Regions from separate parts of the Mus musculus genome. Here all the other regions are linked to region 1. The links are chromatin contacts, called in public Hi-C maps. All regions are on one chromosome and are shown on one strand. Each heading gives the region's core, a stretch centred on a gene start, on an enhancer-like site or on the middle of the called end of the contact. The rest is flanking DNA. Distances are from core to core; before and after follow the strand shown.

What was found. Hi-C and Micro-C count contacts between places; a contact is called where the count stands out from the background.
Region 2: a contact with region 1 is called in a Hi-C map of CD4 T cells, with 2.9 times the contacts expected there. The contact joins the promoter of Exoc8 here to the promoter of Fbxo31 in region 1.
Region 3: a Hi-C map of CD8 T cells shows a contact between it and region 1, with 4 times the contacts expected there. The contact joins the promoter of Gnpat here to the promoter of Fbxo31 in region 1.

Annotation. Positions count from the first base shown.
Region 1 is chr8:121,577,198-121,580,781 of GRCm38.p6, reverse strand. Fbxo31 (F-box protein 31) reads left to right here and starts at 1,976. Exons shown (of 9, transcript NM_133765.4): 1 at 1,976-2,324. The coding sequence starts at 2,027. n-TMcat17 (a tRNA gene) reads left to right here and starts at 1,481; the gene lies at 1,481-1,553.
Region 2 is chr8:124,895,799-124,899,382 of GRCm38.p6, reverse strand. Exoc8 (exocyst complex component 8) reads left to right here and starts at 1,678. Exons shown (of 1, transcript NM_198103.2): 1 at 1,678-3,584. The coding sequence starts at 1,757. Sprtn (SprT-like N-terminal domain) reads right to left here and starts at 1,489. Exons shown (of 5, transcript NM_001111141.2): 1 at 1,002-1,489; 2 at 208-307. The coding sequence starts at 1,225.
Region 3 is chr8:124,861,048-124,864,631 of GRCm38.p6, reverse strand. Gnpat (glyceronephosphate O-acyltransferase) reads right to left here and starts at 1,599. Exons shown (of 16, transcript NM_010322.3): 1 at 1,320-1,599. The coding sequence starts at 1,394. 2810004N23Rik (RIKEN cDNA 2810004N23 gene) reads left to right here and starts at 1,603. Exons shown (of 7, transcript NM_025615.2): 1 at 1,603-1,747; 2 at 3,361-3,584. The coding sequence starts at 1,660.

The sequences.
Region 1 (3,584 bases), core at 727-3,226:
TGTAAACAGAGCAAGTGTCACGCTTTGGAATGGAAGCACGCCCAGCGCTGTAGTGCCCAGCCTCCTCTGCCAGCTGCAAAGGTTGCTGATGCAACCACCAGTACCTTCTGTTCCCTCTCGGCCTCAGGTTCCTCATTCTTCAGCATGACACCTTGTTTGTTTTTATTTTACAGGCTCGCTTGGAGAGTAAACCCCCCTCCCCCAACCTGCTGCTTGCCACATCCAACTGGTGTTTATAATAAGCCATAACCTTTGCTCTGGCATAGTCCCCGGAGGGACAACATGGGACGCTTCTTAGAAGGAGTGGTTTTGAAGCTGGGGAGAAGGGTGTGAGGTCCCCACAGATTGGGAACTGTGTTCTTCAGGGCACACTCCCGCTCCCTCCCGTCCCCAATCCAGTGAGGTGATGGACCAAATGGAGGTGAGACAGAAGCCAGGGCTAGAATGTGAGAAATGTGACCTGGGCAGTCAGAGAGGCCAGGAGGTCAGGGAATAGCTTACAGTGAATGAGCAATGCGGAACTCGCCAGCATTTTGTTTACAGCATCTACACACACACACACACACACACACACACACACACCCCTCTCACAGTTGTTCAGTGAAGGCTGATTGACAGCCCATGAATGATAGACCAGAAGGGTTCATCTTGGAGCAGACAGTCTAGGGTCTCAGCCACATGCCCACAAAGAGCTTACCCTCCCCCGTGGGCATTAACACACGGGGACAAGAGGCAGCGTGTGCTCAGCTACACTTTTACACGATGTTAATATTATCAGGTAATTTAAGTCTTTTTTGTTTTGTTTTGTTTTGTTTTTTACATGAAATCTTGCCGCATAGCTCAGGTTGTCCTGAAAAGTCCCCACCCTCCTGACTCATCTCCCTAAGGTCTAGGATTACAGGCCACCAAGTGGAGCCTTTGCTTAATGCTATTGTTAATCAATCAACGAATGCATTAGGTAATATCTGTTTGCTTGTTGGGATAATTTACTGAGCGGACTGCTAGGAGGCACAGGGTCTCACGTAGCCCAGGCTGGCCGTAAAGTCACTAAGTAGCCAAGAGTGACCTTGTAATTCTGATCCTCCTGCCTTGATCCCCTAGCCCCAAGTTGGGATGAGAGACCGCCACGCAAACGGTTAATTTTAATAATAAAAAATAGGCGATATTGTTATATAGGGTCATTAAGGGCAGAGCTGCGGAGGATACCCCAGACTACTCTTTTCCTGAGAGGGAAGTTTCTAGACGCCTTGTGCTGCGCGGGGCAATGTGAGCTGGAGAGCAGGTTTGGGGACACCAGGAACTCCCACCTCACTGAGCACCAGACCTTTCCTTTTGCAACCAAGGTAATCTTGGCAAGTTAGTTTAGATGTAGTGTTGCTAGGCGACGGTAGCTTTGGTTTATGGTTTCCCTTGCCAGATTTTGTTCATGGCGAGGCCACCACCTGTGCAAAGGCCCTGGCAGCGAGCTTGCTGCTAAGGAGCCTCGTTAGCGCAGTAGGTAGCGCGTCAGTCTCATAATCTGAAGGTCGTGAGTTCGATCCTCACACGGGGCATCCTGCATTGTTTTCTTGCTTAAGGTAAAACCCCTTCGTTCTACCCTGTAAACGGGGTCAGAGGTGGGACTTGTGGGAGGGGTGTGGTCATGCTAGGAGCGGGGCTTTCCGGAGCTGAACCCGGCGACCCTCTTTTAGTGAGCAGCTGGGCGTCCTAAGTTTCTAGCCAAACGTTTTGGGGGCGGAGCCTGGAAATAGGGTGTGGCTCCATACAAGGGCGTGGACCTAACACGTAGGGCGGGGCCTACTGCTCAAGGGGCGGGGCGAAGCGTCTGGGTGGGGCTTGGAAGGGTGGGAGCGTCTAGGGGCGGGGCGAGTCTTCATGGGGGCGTGTGAGGGGTTGGGGTCGGAGGGCGTGGTCACGCTTGGGGTGGAGCTTGAGGAGCCTGCAAGCGGGACTACGGCTGCCTGGCCGCCTGCGCAGAGCGCTGTGCGTGCGCGTCCGCGTGCGCGCCTCCGCGGTGGTGACGGGCATGGCGGTGTGTGCTCGGCTCTGCGGCGTGGGCCCCGCGCGTGGGTGCCGCCGCCGCCAGCAGCGCCGCGGCCCGGCCGAGACTGCGGCGGCGGACAGTGAGGCGGACACGGACCCCGAGGAGGAGCGCATCGAGGCGGGGCCGGCGCGTTGCTCTCTGCTGGAGCTCCCGCCTGAGCTGCTCGTGGAGATCTTCGCGTCGCTGCCCGGCACCGACCTGCCCAGCCTGGCTCAGGTCTGCAGCAGGTTCCGCCGAATCTTGCACACGGACACCATCTGGAGACGGCGCTGCCGCGAGGGTGAGCGGGTGCATCCCCTAGTACGGACACTTGGCCGAGGCAGGAGCATGGTGTGGAGTTCCAAACCAGGCCTGCTGCAGAGTGAGAAAACCAGACAGCTAGCAGGCCAGGGCTGCAGAGTGAGATCCTGTTTTTAAAAATGTCAGACCCCGTCCCCCTAAACCAAACCTACAGCCCACCCTCCCGGTGCAGGAATAATGAGGACGCAAAGCGGCCACAGTCCCATTTGAAGGCCTTACGTCCGTGTACATACATCACGGTACTCAGCCTGAATGGCTTGTTGGTGTGTGTGTGTGTGTGTGTGTGTGTGTCCTGGAGGCTTGCTGTTCCGTGAAGGGAACATCAGGGATTCCACTGCCTGCATGTCACACAGGCTAGTGCTCTGACTGTGTGTGGGCTTCAGCCTTTTCTGTCTTCTGGCCACAGCACGCCGGAGACTGCTTTGTGCATTTTGTAGAAATGCAGGGGATTTACATCTATCTTGTGAAAACCTCTGGGGTGGTTCATCTTCGTGAGCCTGCACTTCTCCAAGTGGGATTGTGGGATGGCAGGCTGTGTGAGGAAGCGGTTTCCCCAGGTCCTCCCTGCTGCAGGGTTCTTGTGTAATTTCACGGTTGACATCAGGGTTCTGGCTTGTCTCCCCTTACCTTCGCACTGTGGGAAGTTGGGGTAATCTTACCCCACGTCTGAGTGGGATTGTGACTTGGGTAGGGGCTTTTATAATAAGTATGCAAAGCCTTCAGTCCTGAACATGACTGGTATGTCTGTTGGCCCAATGTAACGTCCTGTTTGTCTTTTGTCTTGTTTTCTTGTATAAGATCCTCAGTAGTAACCTTTAGTCGCACAGGATGGGTGATGTTTGTTTTCAGCTTCTGTCTGAGCACTGTTCTTTCTTTTTTACAAATTACTCTGTTACTCTGTTTATTGTTATTGTGTGTGTGTGTGAGAGAGAGAGAGAGAGAGAGAGAGAGAGAGAGAGGGGCATGCATGTCTTTGGAGGTTAGAGGACATCTGTTTCTTCTCTGGCAGTGGTCCTCAACCTTCCTATTGCCACAACCCTTTAATACACCTCATGCTGTGGTGACCCCCAGCCATACAGTTATTTTGTCGCTACTTCATAACTGTAATTTTGCTGCTGTTAAGAACTGTAATGTAAACGTCTGTGTTTGCCAGTGGTCTTAGGTGAACCGCTAATGGGTCCTCAGGTTCTCACCGCACAGGTTGAGGACCTCTCCTCTCTGGGTTCAGGGCATGGAGCTC
Region 2 (3,584 bases), core at 429-2,928, 3.3 Mb before region 1:
TTGGGAGGCAGAGGCAGGCGGATTTCTGAGTTCGAGGCCAGCCCAGTCTACAGAGTGAGTTCCAGGACAGCCAGGACTACACAGAGAAACCCTGTCTCGAAAAACAAACAAACAAACAAACAAAGAACCCATCTCTTAAAAATAAATAAATAAATAAATAAATCCTGCAAATCAACTTGTTGAGAATCAGGCTTATGCAAAGAATACCTCTACAAGGTCCTTTCTTGGTCTCAGTTTTAACAGGGGCTCACTGAGACGGATGGAGCACATGCCTCCTCTCCCTTCATAGGTGCAGATCCCAGCACACCTGGAAAACAGTCACAACAATGGATTAGGGTCAACGAATACAGAGGAGACAGAACAAAAAGCAAACCTTAGTCTGGCATGGTGGTGCAGGCCTTTAATCCCAGCACGTGGAAGGCAGATGCAGGAGGATCTCCGAGTTCCAGGCCAGCCTGGTCTACAGAGTATGTTCCAGGACAGCCACAGATACATAGTGAGGCCCTCTCCCCTCTCCCCACAAAAAAGGGGGTGGGGGTGGGCAGCAAATCCCTAACAGTTCTTGGGCAAGAACTGTTTCACAAGAAAACGTCCCTGATGGGAGGATGGCTTTCCTGAGTGGGTCACTTGGCTTCAGAGAGTTAACACTTGCTAACCCTCACCCACTGTCACCCTCTCCCCTCCGCACAGGCATACATGGGCACTTCTCCCAAAACAGTCACAGGGCTGGTATGAGGTTAGAAGTACACTACGTCTTAGCCTGCTTTACCTCAAGCTGCTATGTGACAGTGTATGTGCGGGGCAGATTACTATCTCGAATAGGATTTCTCAAACTCTGATAAGGGATCCGGCTGGTTCATCACTGAGGGACGTTGGGCCCGGGACTGGGGAGTGGGCACGTTTCCCGGCGACCTCTCCCTGCGCCGCGAGGCGGGGACACCAACGACAATTTAGCGGCCTGGCCCTTCCCGACGTTCCGAGCCGTTCGCGGACGCACTCACAGGGTCATGCGCACACTCCACTTCACCTCCACCGCCTCCAGCTGACCCCAGAAGAAGCGATCGTTAAACTGCAGGAAGAGCGCCTGCAGGTCTGGGGTGGGGTCCACCAGCTCCCAGGACGCGTCCACCAACGACACGGGCTCCCGCGCCGCCGCCGCGCGCCGCGCCATCTGCACGTCCCACTCCTCCTGCAGCCGCAACGCGACCACCAGATCCTCGTCCATCCCGCTACTCCCACCTCGGCCGCTCCCAAGACGCCGGTCGGGCTCGTGCGGCGCACGGATCTCGCGAGGCCTCCCGGCCCTGCTGTCAGGGCGCGCGGGCTAGCCTCGAACGCCTAACCGAAGGTGGCTCGGCGCTGCCCCGCGGGCACAGGCTTAGGAACGCTGGGCTCGGGCTGGGGACGGCTTTAGGCAGCCGGTTGTCTCCTGACAGCCGCTGAGGTCCGGCGACACACGTCAAGTCTGGTCCGTGCCGGACCCTCCTCTGACTTCCGTGCTGGCTCGTCCGCGCACGCGCCTTAAGACGCTGCCGTTTCCGCGCAGGCGCATTGTCCGCACTCCGCCCCGGGCGCAGGCGCAGTGCGAGCGGCTCGACTCTGGCACAGGCGCAATGCAGCGCTCGGCTCCGGCGCAGGCGTTTGGGTGTTGCTCCCGCCCCGCTTCCTCCGCTGCCTTCTCCACCGGGCTCGGGTGGGGCCCGGAGGCGGCGAGTAACAGCCACTGCGGGCCGCGGGAGCAAGACGAGTGGCAGCCATGTCGGACAGCGGGGCGAGCCGCCTGCGGAGGCAGCTGGAGTCGGGGGGCTTCGAGGCGCGGCTGTACGTGAAGCAACTGTCGCAGCAGTCGGACGGCGACCGCGACCTGCAGGAGCACCGGCAGCGGGTGCAGGCGCTGGCAGAGGAGACGGCACAGAACCTGAAGCGCAACGTCTACCAGAACTACCGGCAGTTCATCGAGACGGCGCGGGAGATCTCCTACCTGGAGAGCGAAATGTACCAGCTGAGCCACCTGCTGACTGAGCAGAAGAGCAGCCTGGAGAGCATCCCGCTGGCACTGCTGCCCGCCGCCGCCGCGGGCGCCTCTGCGGGTGAGGACACGGCCGGCGCGGGGCCGCGGGAGCGCGGGGCGGTCCAGGCGGGCTTCCTGCCCGGGCCGGCGGGCGTCCCTCGAGAGGGTTCCGGGACGGGCGAGGAGGGCAAGCAGCGAACGCTCACCACGCTGCTGGAGAAGGTGGAGGGCTGCAGGGACCTGTTGGAGACGCCAGGTCAGTACCTGGTGTACAACGGGGACCTGGTGGAATACGATGCGGACCACATGGCCCAGCTGCAGCGCGTGCACGGCTTCCTCATGAACGACTGTCTGCTGGTGGCCACCTGGCTGCCACAACGGCGAGGCATGTACCGCTACAACGCACTCTACCCGCTGGACCGCCTGGCGGTGGTCAACGTCAAAGACAATCCGCCCATGAAAGACATGTTCAAGCTTCTCATGTTCCCCGAGAGCCGAATCTTCCAGGCGGAAAATGCCAAGATCAAGCGCGAGTGGCTGGAAGTGCTGGAGGAAACCAAGAGGGCCCTCAGCGACAAGAGGAGGCGGGAGCAGGAGGAGGCAGCAGCCCCGCGTGCGCCACCACCGGTCACTTCCAAGGGCAGCAACCCGTTTGAGGACGAGGATGATGAAGAACTGGCCACCCCTGAGGCGGAGGAGGAAAAGGTTGACCTTTCCATGGAGTGGATCCAAGAGCTGCCGGAAGACTTGGATGTTTGTATTGCACAGAGGGACTTTGAGGGTGCCGTGGACTTGCTGGACAAATTAAATCACTACCTGGAAGATAAGCCCAGCCCACCTCCTGTGAAAGAGCTGAGGGCCAAAGTGGACGAACGAGTGCGACAGCTCACCGAGGTGCTTGTGTTTGAGCTCTCCCCGGATCGCTCTCTGAGAGGCGGCCCCAAGGCTACTCGGAGAGCCGTGTCTCAGCTGATCCGGCTGGGCCAGTGCACGAAGGCTTGCGAGCTGTTTCTGAGGAACAGGGCCGCAGCCGTGCACACTGCCATCCGCCAGCTCAGGATTGAGGGCGCCACGCTGCTCTACATTCACAAGCTGTGCCACGTCTTCTTTACCAGCCTCCTAGAGACCGCGAGAGAGTTTGAGACGGACTTTGCAGGCACTGACAGTGGCTGCTACTCTGCCTTTGTGGTCTGGGCAAGGTCGGCCATGGGCATGTTCGTGGATGCTTTCAGCAAGCAGGTTTTTGACAGCAAGGAGAGCCTGTCCACCGCTGCTGAGTGTGTGAAGGTGGCCAAGGAGCACTGCCAGCAGCTGGGAGAGATTGGGCTGGACCTCACCTTCATCATCCACGCCCTGCTGGTGAAGGACATCCAGGGCGCCCTGCACAGTTACAAGGAGATTATCATTGAAGCCACCAAGCACCGAAACTCGGAGGAGATGTGGCGCCGCATGAACCTGATGACTCCTGAGGCCCTGGGCAAGCTCAAGGAGGAGATGAAAAGTTGCGGGGTCAGTAACTTTGAGCAGTACACGGGAGATGACTGCTGGGTGAACTTGAGCTACACGGTGGTAG
Region 3 (3,584 bases), core at 350-2,849, 3.3 Mb before region 1:
AAAGCTGGGCAGTGGTAGTGTATGCCTTTAATCCCAGTACTTTGGAGGCAGAGGCAGAGGCAGGGGCAGGCGATTTCCGAGTTCGAGGCCAGCCTGGTCTACAGAGTGAGTTCCAGGACAGCCAGGGCTACACAGAGAAACCCTGTCTCAAAAAACCAAAAAGAAAAAAAAAAAAAAGAAAGAAAGAAAAGGAAAGGAAAGGAAAGGAAAGGAAAGGAAAGAAAAGAAAATGGTGTTAACTACTGGCATAGCATGGAAATACCCTTTGAAAGGCACTTTTGTCAAGAGTGGTGGTGTAGACTATAATCCTAGCTCTCTGGAGGTGAGGGCATGAGGAATGCAAGATCCAGAAAGCCTGGGGCTTCACAGCTAGTGCCAAAGCCAGAGAACAAACCAAGAAAATCTTGTTTCAAAAATAATTAATTAAGATTTTTTTTAACTCTCCCCCGAGGATGGAGAGATGGCACAAGGGTTAAGGGTCATTCCTTCAGCAACCACATTGGGGCAGCTCACAATCTGTAACTCAATTCCCAGAGCTGGCCTCTGATGCACCAGACACCTCGTGGTGCACATACACACATGCAGGTACACTCATACACATAAAAATAAGCAAATTCTCACCCCACCCCACCCGTAATTGTGCAAACCCACGGAGTGAAAGCACACGAAGTCTCCACCTTGATAATTGCTCGTGAATATTGTAAGTGACCAACACTCTGTTGGAAACCAAACGGGGCAAACCACCAGTTAAAACTAGAAGAGGAAGGAAGTGGGGGGCGGAAGGGGGTAGTGTAGAAGGTAAGTTGGACAGAAAACAGTGGCAATGGGTATCCTACTCAGAAACTTGTGCAAACATAACGAATAGAAGACAGTAATTTCCTGAGGTTCCAAGTAAGAGTTAAAAAAAAAAACTCTACGCGCATATTGTAGCCGAATATTTTTCTCTCTCAGGAATACTTAAGGTAGAGGGCTGGGGAGAAGGCGGGAGGTGGAGACCCAAAAGTCTTCTCGGGCTAGGTCAGGACTAAGATTACTACTCAACAGGCAGAACTCTAATGCTCCCCTCATGTTGTGTGCGGGGGCTCCCGGCCTGACGGGGAGAAGGGACAGAGGGACCGCCATCGATACAAACTTGTAAAAGCAGACGCGTTAACCGAGGCGCAGACACATGGTTGCCGTGGATACCAAGCCACGTACCCAACTGGGTTAGGACCCGCTCTTTAAGACAAGCAAGGGTCGTGGGCTGGGGACATAGGGATCGGGGAGGGACTGTCCTTCCCGCGACGTTGCCCTGGGCCTTGGTCCTCCCAGGCGCCTACCGCATAGAGGAGCACACTGCTAGGGCTGGCCGAGCCGACCGAGAATCGGGAGCTGGAGGAGCTAGGAACGTCCATGGCGCGGCTGCCGTCCCTGGCGGGGCCTGGGCTGGTCTGCTACACGGCTGTAGTGCAGCCGCTGGGGGCGGTTCTTTCGCACGGGGCGGCTCCCGTCTGCCCAGGACAGTGGCACTCCGTACGGCCACTGCACGGGACCCCGGGCACCGCCATCTTAACCAGGCCCGAGGCCGCGCAGGGACCGTGACGCACGCGCAGAAGCCGCGCCGGAAGCGGAAGTGGTGGGCACTGGGCGGGATCTGGGGGGGTCTCCGTGCTGATTCCCATGGCGGCGGAGCACGATTCGGACTCCGTTGAGCCTCCTGGTTCGGAGGCACTCCTGGACGCCGTTCTGCGGACCCTCTACGACCTGGGTGAGCGTAGCTCCTGGGAGGAGGCGGCCAAAGACAGTGAAACGCATCCCGAGGCGGCGGGACCACGGCCCACGTGGTCTCCTGGAGCCATGTCCGCAAGCGCTACCCTCTCCGGGACCTTCTCCCCCACTTGTTGGCCGACCTTTTGCTCTCCTTCTCACTGTGCAGGAAAATAAAATCAGAGATGGTTACTAAAGGCAGGCCACTCGCAGAAGGACAGGCACTGGCAGGCAGAAGAGCTCACGTTGATTGCCTGACTTTTAGAACCAGACACGTAACAAACGCTGTATTGTTTTTATTTTGGAGCGGTTGCTCAAAATTCCAAGCTCACTTACACGATTAAAAAGCAAAAGCAAGCTGAGAACTTGGAAGAACGTACCAGGTGTACATGTACATGCATTTTTGTGTGTTTCCCTCATTAACTGTCAGAGCAACCCATATATGTACACACATCTTCATAAAGGTCCTCCTTAAGAGCTCGAGTCTCAAGGTCTAGGGCCTGATGTCACATTCTGCGCTGTGTTAGGTTCTTTGTGTCCACCGACAACACTTGGCCTCCGACTTTCACAAGTTTGTTTGTTTGGGTTTTTTTTTTTTTTTTCTTTTTGGTTTTTCAAGACAGGGTTTCTCTGTGTAGCCCTGGCTGTCCTGGAACTCACTCTGTAGACCAGGCTGGCCTCGAACTCAGAAATCCGCCTGCCTCTGTCTCCCAAGTGCTGGGATTAAAGTCGTGCGCCGCCGCCACCACCACCACCTGGCTGACTTTCACAAGTTTTAAGACTAATTTTTAAAATCCTAGATACAGTTGATATTCACACATGCAGGAATTCATTACGGTAGTTACTTCCCAGCTACCTGGACTTTACCTATTCATTTTTATATCTATACTGGCAGAGTTACATTGGCCACAAGTACACAGCTAGTATTCAGAAAGCTCCTGGGCCCATACTGTAGGTCAGTACTGAGGCTTAGACGCCTGATTGAAATTTCAGATCACTGTTGAGAGTCTGAGCAGAAGAAACAAACTGAAGATGAGAAATAGAGTAGAAAGTAAAGGTATTCAAATTAAAGCAATTAAAGTTTAGCTGGATTCCCTTTAAATCCAAAACCGAAGGAAAACAAGAAGAACCCGGACATGTACCTGTAACCCTGCAGTGTGGTAAAAAGACATGCTAGTATAGAGGCAAATGCTTTTAACATGGTCCTGGGAACTATGACGTTGATGGCACCGGGTGTGAGGACTAGCGTAATTGTATTACTAAGGGTCAGAGGTGTATGCAGCTATCTGGGAAGGAAGGCAGGATTTTGATTTCTGAAAGTGTTGCCTGTGTTTGTGGTTTCCGGTTACTTTATTTATTTATGTATGTGCGGGTGTGTGTCAACCCCGCCATATGCAGTGAGAAAACACCTCCCACAGGAGTGAGTTCTCTCCTTCCACCGTGTGGGTCCTGGAGATCATGAAGTCATGAGACCTGGCCCTAAGCACTTCGTTTCTTTGTGTACATGAGTGGATGCCTGTGTCTGGGCCCCATGCAAAGTGGCATTCCTTCAGTATTGGCATTAATTAAAACTAAGATGATTTTTAATTTTTTTTTTAATGTTGAAATGAACAGGAGAGACGGAAGGTGAAACAGAGCAGAAAAGGATCCGAAAGAAGAAAGCAAAGAAGAGAGACTCAGAGACTATAGAAGATGTGGCAGTAGAGCCGCTTCCCCTGCCTGGATCTCCTGTACGAGGCCAGAAGAAGAGTGCTTCCAGCTTTTTCCAGAAGCTCAGAGAAGAACTGCAGTCTGCTCCCGCTGCCCCTTCAGAAGTCCCTGTCACTACTGCAGTCTCC